Linked DNA regions of Mus musculus: region 2 is linked to region 1. A link is a contact called in public ChIA-PET data. All regions are on one chromosome and are shown on one strand. The core of a region is the stretch at or near the end of the contact, and the rest is flanking DNA. Distances in the headings are between cores, read along the strand shown.

What was found. ChIA-PET counts read pairs in DNA pulled down with a chosen protein or histone mark.
Region 2: a contact with region 1 is called in an H3K27ac ChIA-PET map of liver, with 10 times the contacts expected there. The contact joins two enhancer-like sites. A contact is called at or near these places in 3 of 484 Hi-C or Micro-C datasets (dorsal root ganglion neurons, embryonic cerebral cortex and embryonic fibroblasts) and 1 of 115 datasets of contacts at active chromatin or transcription factors (liver).

What each region holds. Positions count from the first base shown.
Region 1 is chr14:46,015,390-46,021,280 of GRCm38.p6, forward strand. No RefSeq gene overlaps it. Among named protein-coding and RNA genes, the nearest start is that of Gm34499, 200 kb to the right of the region's middle. Within about 2 kb of position 2,137, at least 18 of the 459 cell types and tissues checked have an H3K27ac peak or open chromatin away from gene starts, as enhancers often do. A contact at or near this core is called in liver, where this site is marked.
Region 2 is chr14:46,700,851-46,706,610 of GRCm38.p6, forward strand. No RefSeq gene overlaps it. Among named protein-coding and RNA genes, the nearest start is that of D330046F09Rik, 30 kb to the left of the region's middle. Within about 2 kb of position 3,526, at least 79 of the 459 cell types and tissues checked have an H3K27ac peak or open chromatin away from gene starts, as enhancers often do. A contact at or near this core is called in liver, where this site is marked.

The sequences.
Region 1 (5,891 bases), core at 887-3,386:
AGAATGAGGGCTGACAACTTTAAAACCAAGTAGTTTAATCATTAAGGCTTTATCCACATGCTGCTAGTCTGACCTGAGGAGACTAGTTGGGTCCTAGAGATTCAGTTATTCACATGGCCAATAACTCAGCCAATTGCTCCTGAGTCAAAACTCTGGACTGCTGTGCCACAGGTGAGTTTCCAAGCTGGTGATACACACTAAAGAATGTGGAAGGTAGGGTCCTGATGACGTGGATAGCCCACATTTAGGAATCTTCTAGAGCTATTATATCCCTATGTTGCAGATCCTGATTTGTAGCTTTTCTACATAGCCAAAATTGTAAGTATAGTGTTTCCTGAGCTCTGAAAGTTGTTCAGTTGAATTGCTGGTCCTGGAGGAGACATGGGAATCCAGGGACTGATAGCTGGTTAATCAGAAATGCAGGTGGCCTGATAATCTCAGAGCTTGTGGCTGGGTGTCCACAGGGAGGGCATCCTCTCAGAGGACTGTACTCTAGACCTGTGGAATTTGACCTGGCTCAGTAGTTAGTGTAGGAATTACCTTGCAAAGCTCATAATAGGAAATCCACTACTATTGACAAAATCAAGTCAGACGTGGGGTGCAGGGAGGGGGCACTTTACCAAGGATTAGACTCAGAGAGAGAACACCAGAAGAGGCAGGTTATAAGTATCTGGGCTCCTTCAGAAAGTATTTTGTAGGCATCACTCCCTGGGGGGGAGGAGTAGACTGCATTATTTTATTTATGAGTTGATAAAAGTAAACACAAGCCACAACAAATCAACCAACCTTGACTCGTGGCTCACCTGACATTTTCCAACTCCATTAACTTTGGAAAAATTGCAACTCTTCATGACCTTTGTTTCCCCGGATTCAGCAGAACCCAGGCGAGTCCCCGTTTCTAAGGCGTTGTGATTATACAGGATGAACATGCATTCTGAAAAGTACTAGGTCAATAAAGTAGTCTCCAAAAGCAAATTTGACTTGGATGTTCACATAGATATGAACAAATGTTTAAGTATCTGCCACATGCTATGTGCTAGGCTGGGCTTTGAAGAACCAGGGTTAATGAGATGTGCACTGTTTCCGCTTGAAGCCCATCATCATCCCCTTAATGCTGCAGCGATGGAGTCAGCCTCTTATTATTTCCAAAGAGATCGCAATGAAGGAAGCAAACTGCGGGAAGGGGGCTAGATCAAAGAGCTAGCGGATTATCTGCATGGGGGTGGAAAAGGCTGGGGATGAGCCTTGTCTTACTGCTGGGAGAACAGAAATTGACTGAAGATGGAATGCAATGGTCTATGAGAGTCCAGCAGCTTTGGCAGGGTGTAACAATCACGTGAAGCAAGTCCCAACAGCAGGATGCATGAGAATATTACACACAAGTAATAAGGGGCAAAAGTCATACTGATAGAGTTGGGAGAGGTTAAGCAAGAAAGAAGATGAGAGGGACTAGATAAGGCAGCATAAACACAGCCAAAGATAGGCTAGTGTGGACGCAGGGATCTCTAGAGCCACTGGGGGGGACTTTGTGTTCATATAGAATTCACCCTGCACTTCTCAGGCAGCCTCTCAGCCTAGGAATAGGCCTCCAGGAAGGTTCTGGCACTCTAGTGGGGTTGAGAACTTCTAGTTTATCCAGCTGTCAGAGGATGATGGTTGCTAATTACACAGAGGGACGCAGCTGGTATCGACAATTACCCTTTTATTGTACCAATATGCTGATAGGACATTGTTTCAGATAAACCAGCTTAGTTTCTACAATGGTGGATTTACAGCCTTGAGTTTGTTTTTTTCCATCTGTGAATTTTCATCCTCAGCTCTTGTTGGCATCTGAAATCTTGGTAAGTTGGGAGGTAATATGTGCTTTTCTTTTAGTTCTCTCTCTCTCTCTTTCTCTCTCTCTCTTTGAGTGGGAGGTCAGCTCTGCCTCATACAGCAAAGTGAAATCAGTTGGATGCTGTTGGTGAAATCTCAAGGATGGCATGGAAGCTAAATTTTAACCGTTAAAATCATTTGAGCTAACCAAATCAACAATAAATCACAAACTCCAGATTTTTGTTTAAAGGGGAGGAGACCAAGCCAGTGGATGTGCAAATTAGCCAGGCCACGACTTGCTGGCTCTCGTTCACTTTGTAAACAAAAGCAGGCCTGAATTCAATCAAACATTACTTGTTAAAGTAAACTCACAAAAAGCTGGTGAGAATTAAAGTAGAACAGAAGATGGCTTTAATAATTTCATTCTCCAGCTCTTAGCTGAAAATAAAAAAAAAAAACCCACCATTCTGATCTGTGGGGCGTGTTCTTCCCCTCAAAACATTAAACAGCATCTCAGTGGGGTTATTCATGTATTTAAAAATGTTACCTGTGGCACTGGGTGAATGACTTCTGAACTCTACATCTGTGGATTTGGTGATATTCTGGTAAGCTTTTAGAAGCTGCATCGAGGGAAGAAACGGGATTGATTGGCTAGCTGAAGGTCTCATTGATTGACAGATAACACATATCTGGTATGCCACACTTGTTTGAAGTGACACCGGGAGATTAGTTATTTCTAGACTCTTTGCTTTGGTCTTTAATCTATGCAGAGCTGTTGAGCTTCCTCTTAAAACTGAGTAATGCCTGAGGGCTTTTGCTCTATGAACTGAAAAATAAGTGGACCATGGTCTTATCCCTCCCCTTCGCCCCTACCCCACTCCCTCCACATAAAGTGTTCTGCTGAGGTTTGGATTCTCAGAGAGGAGCAACAGGAGTACTACCCGAAACCCCGGAAAAGGCAAGTCCAGAGGTTAAATAAAAGTCCAGGCTTTGCCCTACAAGTGCCAGGGCCATGGAAGGAGAATTGAACTTCAGGACAGTGTGCCAGGTCGGGGTTCATACACAGAACCAGAGTTTTCTGTTGGGGCAAGAGGTATAGCTCCCAGTCGTCCACCTGAGCTGTAGCAAGCCTGAGACCCCTTCCACCTGCGAGCTTGAGTGGCCTTCCAGAACCTTAAGATGAATCGACTCATTTCAGGACTGGCCTGTTGATGAGGAAATTCTACCCACCCCAGAAGGTCTCCAGAGAATCCTCCCTGCTTCCTTGCTTTTCTATGTTCTCTGCATTGTTGACAGCGAGGCAGACACAAAATATATTTAGCCTGAAAGATAACACACAGTAACACCATAACAGTGCAGAGAGCGAGCGGGTGAGACCAGACAGGTGCAGTGCACGTCGAGCGAAACCAAAGCAGTAAGAAGCTCTTTGTTCTGGTATGGACTCCAGGAGGCAAACCTCTCCGTGGCCTCATTGAATCAGCCAACACCAACAGTGAACAGCTCGGGAGAACCCCAGGCTGCAGCTTCTTGGCCTGAGTCTGTACTCAGGCGTACCAGTTAGTCATAGAATAACTACTATACGGCCTTGAAGCTTTTACGCACCTGAAGAGGATTCACTTACCGCTTAGTGATGACTGAGAAGTAATTACCACTTGATTGTTAATAATTACCAATTGCAGGCCTATGTGATGACGGTGAACTAAAGGAAGCCTGCTTACAATTTCTTCTGGTCCTGTTGAGGGCTTCTTTCCAAACCACTATGGGAATAGAAACCATGGGGCCCATCCTTTTAGCTATTACCGAGGTTGAGAGAGGACCTATCTCCCTCTTTTTTTTAATCCTCGTTCTTGAAGTTGATGGCTCTGTTTTGAGAACCCCCAAATGGTCATTTTCCCTCCTGGTACTTGAAGATGGCTTTGACCCAACAGTTAACTATAGTGATTGTGCTGGCAAAGGTATTTGGCCTCCCATTCACCTAGCAGAGGGAGGGAAGGTGGGCCTGTATTACTCTCAGGGAGGTCAGGACCCCTGAGTTTTTCCATGTTAAACCTCAGGTTTTCCTCTTTTGTGTCTCTCCCCCTGCCTAGAGACTCAGCACGTCACTTTTCCTAGTGTACATTGTTTGTCTGAAAACACACCTGGAGAGCTGCCTGGTTTGGGAATGACTTAAATTACAAAAAAAGCACAGCTGTCTCTAACAGCTCTAGGAGTTCATGCAACGAGCCTACAATTTATTGAGCAGGATTAGATGCTTATTGCCTATGACACTTTAAATACCATTACATTGAAGTTTATACAAGAAAGTCCAAGTTTAAAACTGGGATCCTAGCAGTAACAGCTGGGCCATTTGTTTATGTGATGGGCAGGAAGGGGAGACTTCTGTAATCTTTGTGTTTGGCTTCAGGATTCTGCTTGGGTGGGGGCAGGCGAATGCAGCTCATTTCGGATTGTCAAGCTGCACTGAACACTGCCAGCTAATTCGTCCCTCATGCGAAGATCTCTGCCAAGCTTCCTCTTGTATCCTCTTGTTCCCTCACACCTGACAAAGCCATGCTTGAAATACTGTAGCCCACCTCAATGACAGCAAGGACTCTGTCGCTAGCGAGCTCACAGCTCTCTCCCCCAGGCGGCTCACATTCCGCATTTTGTTTCTAGCATGAAAGACTTTGTTTTAAATCATAATAGCAACCAGGCTGTAGTCACATTAGAGCGCACATGGAGAACTTGCACGAAGTCATGTGTTTTGGATTTGACATTCTGATTTATGGTTGTGTGCTCCAGTTACACAGCTGCGAGCTCATTTTCCGACAAAGATGTTTTCTATTTTTCTATTACTCTGCTTCACCCCGTCTTTATGTTAGGGAAAATGAAAGCCACCAGGTGAAGTCATAACAGAAGTACAAATGTTTTCGTGTTTGGGTTGGAGAGCGTAATAAATAGTGGATACCAGCATTCCAAACACAGCTTGTTATTTTTGAATAAAAGTATAAAGGGAGTTGCTTACTTAATGTAATCACAAGTTAAAGAGTAAAGAGATCCATGGGAATTTGTTTGTCCAACCCAGAATCATCCTACAAGCTTTCCATGCCCATCACCTGATACCAATTTCCCAGGGAGAAGATGGTAATACTCCATTTTAGATATGTAAGTGAACCCAGCTTCCTCTCCAGAATGCTTAATTCACTAAGCCCAAGAGGTTCAGCACTGGGGACTTGTAAAGGCAGCCTTTGCCAACCTGTAGAAATGAAGATGGTGAAGCAAAGATACCATCACACAGTGGCTGGAGGCAGACCTCAAACAATACCCCCAATTTCTTTGTCTGCCACCCAGTATGTTCCTAACATCTAAATGCACACTGAATGGCACTTTCCACGATCAACTCGATACTTCCCCAAAAGAACATTGTAAATGAGATTCCTATTAATGGTAAGAAAATCCATTCCACTGTTTGGAATATCCTCATTTCTAACCTGTTAGTTATTATTGTTGTTACATGTGGTGACAACTAAGCCCTACTTCTGGCTCTCCAGTACATATCACATGATAATCTACTTTGGTTTCATTCTTGAGGAATGTGACTAGCAAGAAATTAGAGCAGTCTTGTACAAGACAAGGTCTCTGGCTGAACCCGGGGCTCACTGACTGGCCAGGCTGGCTGGCCAGTGTTCTCTGTCATTGAACATGATATGGTGACAAAGTATAAGGAATCAATGACTAGTTTTTCTTTCCTTTTTCCTCTCCTCTTTCTTCCTTCCTCTCCCCCATGCTTCATATTCCTCCCCATTTCTTCTTTGTTTCAAGGTGAAAACCTGGGACATCTAGGAAAATTGACATCAAGACAGAGTGGAAGCCAGAGAGAAATTCCTTTGGCATGGACCAGACTATTGAATCAAGCTTCTGTTGATAAGTCTCACTTTAGTCAAGTCAACATTTTTTTTAATCCCATCTTGGGGTTATTCAGCATACAGCAGGCAGGGTAGAGAAGTAGAAAGGGAGACATTGCCCAGTGTGCCTATAATTCTTCAGACCATCCCTTAGGGACCCAAGTCTTTGTAGGATCTCCTTATTTCCCAATG
Region 2 (5,760 bases), core at 2,276-4,775, 690 kb after region 1:
ACGCACAGCCACGCACAGCCACGCACAGCCATGCACACATGTGGAAGAACTAACAGCACCCAAGCCAATTTGCAAAGCAGGGACTCTCAGAATTTGGGGTTTGTAAATTGGTATCCACTGAGTTCGGTGGCAACAAAGAATCCCCCAAACTATGCATTTTGCCAGTTAGGCAGACTCTTGGGATTGATCAACCATCAGCTGCACCTCCCTTTACAAACGGAAGGCCAAATGAAGAAAAATCTTTCCACGGGATCAATTTAGCTTTGGGAGAAACTAGCACGGAGAAGGGACGGTGTGATCAGAATGTACTATGTACAAGTGTGAAGTTGTCCAAGAATGAATTACGATAAGAACTGTGACAGCAGTGTTTGGTGTTATTTCAACTCACAGGTTGGCTGTAGTGTCCCATTCATGTTGTGGGGCCCAGAATTGGGGGAGCAATCTCAAATCACAGAACTCTTACTGAGTCTGAAACTGCTCTATCAGAATTTTGTGGAAAAATATACACACAAGTTGCCATGTTGACACTTTTTAAAGATAGGGTCTCATGTAGCTCAGGCTAGACTCAAATTTATTATGTACCCAAGGATGTCCTTGAACTTCCCATCCTTCTGCCGCTCCCTTGGGAGTGCTGGGAGTGCACCACCACTCCTGGTTTCGGTGGTGCTGAGAATCAAACAAGGGCCTTGGACATGCTAACTGGGTACTCAATCAAATGAGCCTCCTCCCCAGGCCTGTTTGAACCATTTTAAACGTGTGATCCAGTGGCAGTAAGTATATTTGAATGGTGCAGCCGCCACCCCTATTCATTTCTGGAACATTTTCACTTTCCCAAACTGAAACTCATTATTTAATAAATTGTAATCTCCGTGTTGGCCAGTTTTTATATCAGCTTGGCATAGTCTAGAGTTATCCAAGAAGGCAGGGACAATCGCCTGCGTAAGGCTGGGCTGTGGGCAAGTGGACATTTTCTTAATTAGTGATTGATGTGGGAGGGCCTGGTCTACTGTAGGTGGGGTACCCCTGGGCTGGTGGTCCTGGATGCTATAAGAATGCAGGCTGAGCAAGCCAGTAGACAGAACTCCTCCATGGCCTCTGCATCAGCTCCTGTCTCTAGATTCCTGCCCTATTTGAGTCTCCGCGCTGACTTCCCTCAGTGATGAACTGTAATAAGGAAGAATAAGCAAAATAACCCTTTCCTCCCCAAGTTGATTTTGGTCATGATGTTTATTTACACCACAGTAGTGACCCTAAGGTGATCTCCTGCCTTCCTCCCCCTATCTCCCGGGAGGCACTAATTTTTGTCTCTCCGTTTTACTATCCTAGCTACTTTTCAACAGCAGAACCGTCCATTATTTGCCTTTTTGTGACAGGCTTATTTCAGCTAGCATGAAGTTCAGTGATCCCATGTTATAGCACAACAGTTTGCAACTTGTGGTTTGAGACCCCTTTGTGGTTGAACGACCCTTTCCCAAGGGTCTCGAATCAATTATCCTATATATCAGGATATCACTCGAGTGCATGAAGGTTCTCTAGCCTAGCCCCACTGACGTTCAACATATAAAGCAAATACAGAACTGGACATCAATTTTGGGTTTCAACTATTCTCAGTGGTTCAGGCTTTCCCAACTCAATTCCATTCCATTCCTATTGTTATTTTGAATAGTATGTTTTTGTGAGTGTAGACATGTATATCCAGCCTTACATATCTGTGTAGTATAAGAACAATAACAACCAATAATAACAACCACAATGATAATAATAATAATAATAACAACAACAACAGGATATAAGCTGACCCTGGAATGCAGGAAGACAAAAGTGTCCCCTTAAGGGGGTTCTGCCTTTCTCTGAGAGGCAGAGCTTCTCACATGCCTCTACCTAACATGCCTCTCCTACCGTGAGGAGCAGTGGGACAGGGAGAATAAATTAGGTTTGCCTGGAGAGTGACCCTCAAATACAGAAAAGCGCCATGGCTCAGAGTAACAGCACAGAAAGCCTGAAAGTCTCCAGAGATTAAAACAGGGGGGGGGGGGGGCTGAGGTCAGATTGGAGTCTGAGTGGCACTTTCCTTTCGAGCTGCGACCTCTAGCGCTACTCTTGAGAATTACAGCTCTCCCTTTTCCCGAGGGGGCGCACTCTCTCCTGGTTCTAAGCCACACTGCAACCCTACCAGCCTGGGCATGCTCTCCCAGGGGAAAGCCAGAGAGCTGGCCTCTGGATCCCGAAGCAGGCACACCACCAGCCTCTTCCGAAGATTCGATCTGGGAGTCAAGCACACCGGACGCCTGAGATTTCACCATAGACCGATGGGACTGAAAAAAGTGCTGGCCCTGGCTTTCCATTCTTTGATCACCCCTACTGGCCAAGGGAGGCTCCTGCTGTGGGCACCTGATTGCTTCCCTTGTAGGGTCTGCTATGCTTAGGGCCACCCAGCTCCCCCAACAAGAATCAGAACACCCTGAAACAGGTGTCCGCTCTGTCAGAATCCTCCACCTGGTGGACGCGGCCAGAAAGTGCTTGCCCTGCAAGCGTGAGACCCTGCTGCTGTGTTCAGTCTCTAGTACCCACACAAAGGTGAAGAAAGGCTGGGATGGCCGTGAGTGCGGGAAAGGTGGACTTCTGTGGCTCACTGGCTGGTCAACCAGCCTACTTGACAAGTTCCAGGCCAGTGAAAGAACCTGTCTTGAAGAGGAAAAAAGAAAGGAGGGGACAGCACCTGAGGGTGTCCCCGCCCACCATACGCAATGTGTGGCCACATTAATATACACACTCCAAGAAAAAAAAATGTGACAGGCACAGTGACGTCCTGATACACTGGCCTCTCTCTCTCTCTCTCTCTCTCTCTCTCTCTCTCTCTCTCTCTCTCTCTCTCTCTTTGTTTTTTTGTTTGGTTGTTGTTGTTGTTGTTGTTGTTTCGAGACAGGGTTTCTCTGTATAGCCCTGGCTGTCCTGGAACTCACTCTGTAGACCAGGCTGGCCTCGAACTCAGAAATCCGCCTGCCTCTGCCTCCCCAGTGCTGGGACTAAGGGTTTGCACCACCACGCCCAGCTCATACAGTCCGACTGGTTTGGACCATATACTAAAATTCCAGAGACCGAAAAATGCACAACTGTCCAAAGCTGTCTTTCTACCCAGAAAAACGTACTTCCAAGAAAAGAGGAGAAAGCAAGAGAAACGTAGTTACGTGTCTTGTATTGATATTAACCAAAGTCAGTCTACTTCTGCTCGAAGGGAAGTGGGCCACAGAAAACCTTCATTTCACTCCCAACAGTTGAGGCTGATCAGCAGGCAGATTGAAAATTGAAGACCAGCCTGGATGTGGGGGTCAGGGAGCAGGCTGGAGTGGGGGGCTGGGGGGGGTGTACTCCTAGAAAAGAGACTCAAATGTTTAGAGATGAACACACAGCTGATCTCCAGCCCCAGTGCAGACACTGACCACAGACGTGGTACTTTCTGAGAGACCAGAAGCTCCAGGAGGATCTGACACAGGAGCTTGGCTAGGGAGCCTTTGCGCTTGCGCAAACTCTGTTGTTTAAATAGTGTCTCTTAGTCACCACTCCTGCGCTGGGTGCCAGGATTTAACAGCCCAGTGCGATCCTATCGCAAATTTCCTGGCCCTCCTCACTTTACCTCCGAAACCTGTTTTGGTGACTGATGCAGCCTTATCGGCCCCTTCTACCCTTCCGATTGTGGATCGGATCTCCTGCCCAGCATTCCTGTCTTCAGACTGGCTGGCTGGAGGCATTTCCCTTCCCTGCTCAACAAACTTGTTTTCTGGAGCCTGGAGGACAGGAGTGGGGGCAGGGAGGAGGAAGAGTAAGCTTTGTTGGTTTGTTTCTAACACAGGCTAAGATCATTGCTTTCTGGGAAGTTTCTAGATGTTTCTGGGTATCAAACTGTTTGTTTTCCAAGGTGAGTGTCCCGAAGTTAAGGTAATGTCAGCTGAATTATACAAAACAACTCTACCTCCCTAGAGAGAGCAGCCACCAAGAGAAACACGGTCCTTGCCTTTGAGCTTGTTGAGTAGGCAGGAAAGACAGCAGAAGTCTGCCAAACACACTTTGTTCTGTTTTCTTCAATTTCCCCCCCATCCAAAGCTTACTGGTTATGAAATATTAACCAGTAAGGTTATATAGTTTCCCCTTTAATCTCAGAAGCCAATTTCTGAGAACTACATTTTTTTTCTTGTGGTGGTGGTCTCAAACTTGTGACCCTCCCGTGCCAGCCTCCTGAATCATTCACCGCATCTCTCTACTCCACGTCACGGTAATCACAGTTATAAGGGGGTATAAATTAGGGGTATAAGACGCTGAGACATGGCGTTTCCTCTAGGCAAAACTAATCTGACACATATACCAGATTTACCTGGAGGATTCTATCCCCGCTCTCCTCGGCAAGCAATTAAAACTCTGTTCTTCCACAGTCTGTAAAAACAGACTTGTAAGCAAGTGCAGATTCAGATCGCTGGATCACAATGGAGTCGATCCACAGATACATAACATCTAATAAAAAAAAAAAGTGACTACAGACCCTAAAGGACATGCACCTCCCCTGTTTGTTTAGTGGTTTGCTCCTCTTATCAGGAAAAAGAAAAAAAAGGCGTGTGAAGAATTTTGAGAGTTGAAAGATACTTGTGGGGGTGGTCTGTGGTGTGTGGTGTGTGTGTGTGTGTGTGTGTGTGTGTGTGTGTGTGTGTGTGTGTGTGTGTGTGTATACAAGCTTGCCAAGCAGGCTTCTTGCAGAATTCACTTACCAAGAGTGTAGCCTGTTGTTGTGGAATCTGGGAGGCACACACTCTGATAACTGCTCCCTCAAGAACCCCAGCCGTTACCATGTGTGAAGATGGTGAGCAACCGTTCTCATTCCCCAAGGCATGAGCCCCACGGCACCAGCAAGGAATCCCTCTCCCCGTCCGCCATGTTCATACAGCATCAACAGAAGGAGTTCCCCAGGTTGGGAAGGAACAGGACTTTGGGTCTGTGGGAAAATGGCTCTAAGGAATCACTACAAGTTTCTTCCCCTACATTTGTTTTATGCCCTATGCGCCAGGTGCCTGCAGCATCTTCCCACTTGTAGACTAAATACACCCTTTGTATAGTGTGTCTAAGCGCCCCATCCCCAGCGATGAGCAGCTTCAAACCCTCCCAACTTTAAGGAATATGATGGCCTTGGGATGCCATACAAGTTACTCCAATGAGAAAGATCAACCGTCAACGATCCTATCAAAAATCAATGAACTTCAAAATGCATAACACAGGTAAGGTTCACAGCATACCCCTCTCTTTGGGCAACACAGAGCTACTGGAAGCCCTTTTAACTAGATGTTCATATAGAAGAGAAGCATCTTACTCCATGACAAAAACAAAAAATTACAGCCCTTGACTGTTCTCAATCATCCCACTCTCAAAACACAAAATGCCCTTGGGCCAGTGCTCTTTAACTCCGCTGTTATTCTTTTTCGTTTGTCTTCTTTTAATTAGAAATTCTAATTATGGTATTTTATCACACTGAAAGAAATTCTGGTACACAAAATCAAGCCCCAATTCCAAAACGGAAAGTTCACCCAATAGCTGAAAAGTAAATACAAACTTTTGTTTTTAAAGAAGCCTTACAAAACTGCCCTCCTCCTCCTCCCCCCAACTTAGGAAGTTCACTTCCCAATGCTTCCCTATAAATAGTTGTCAATAAACACAACTGCTGCAAATGTATTCAGTAAATGTTAAGGTCAAAGGCCTTCACTGTTTATTGCCTTGTAA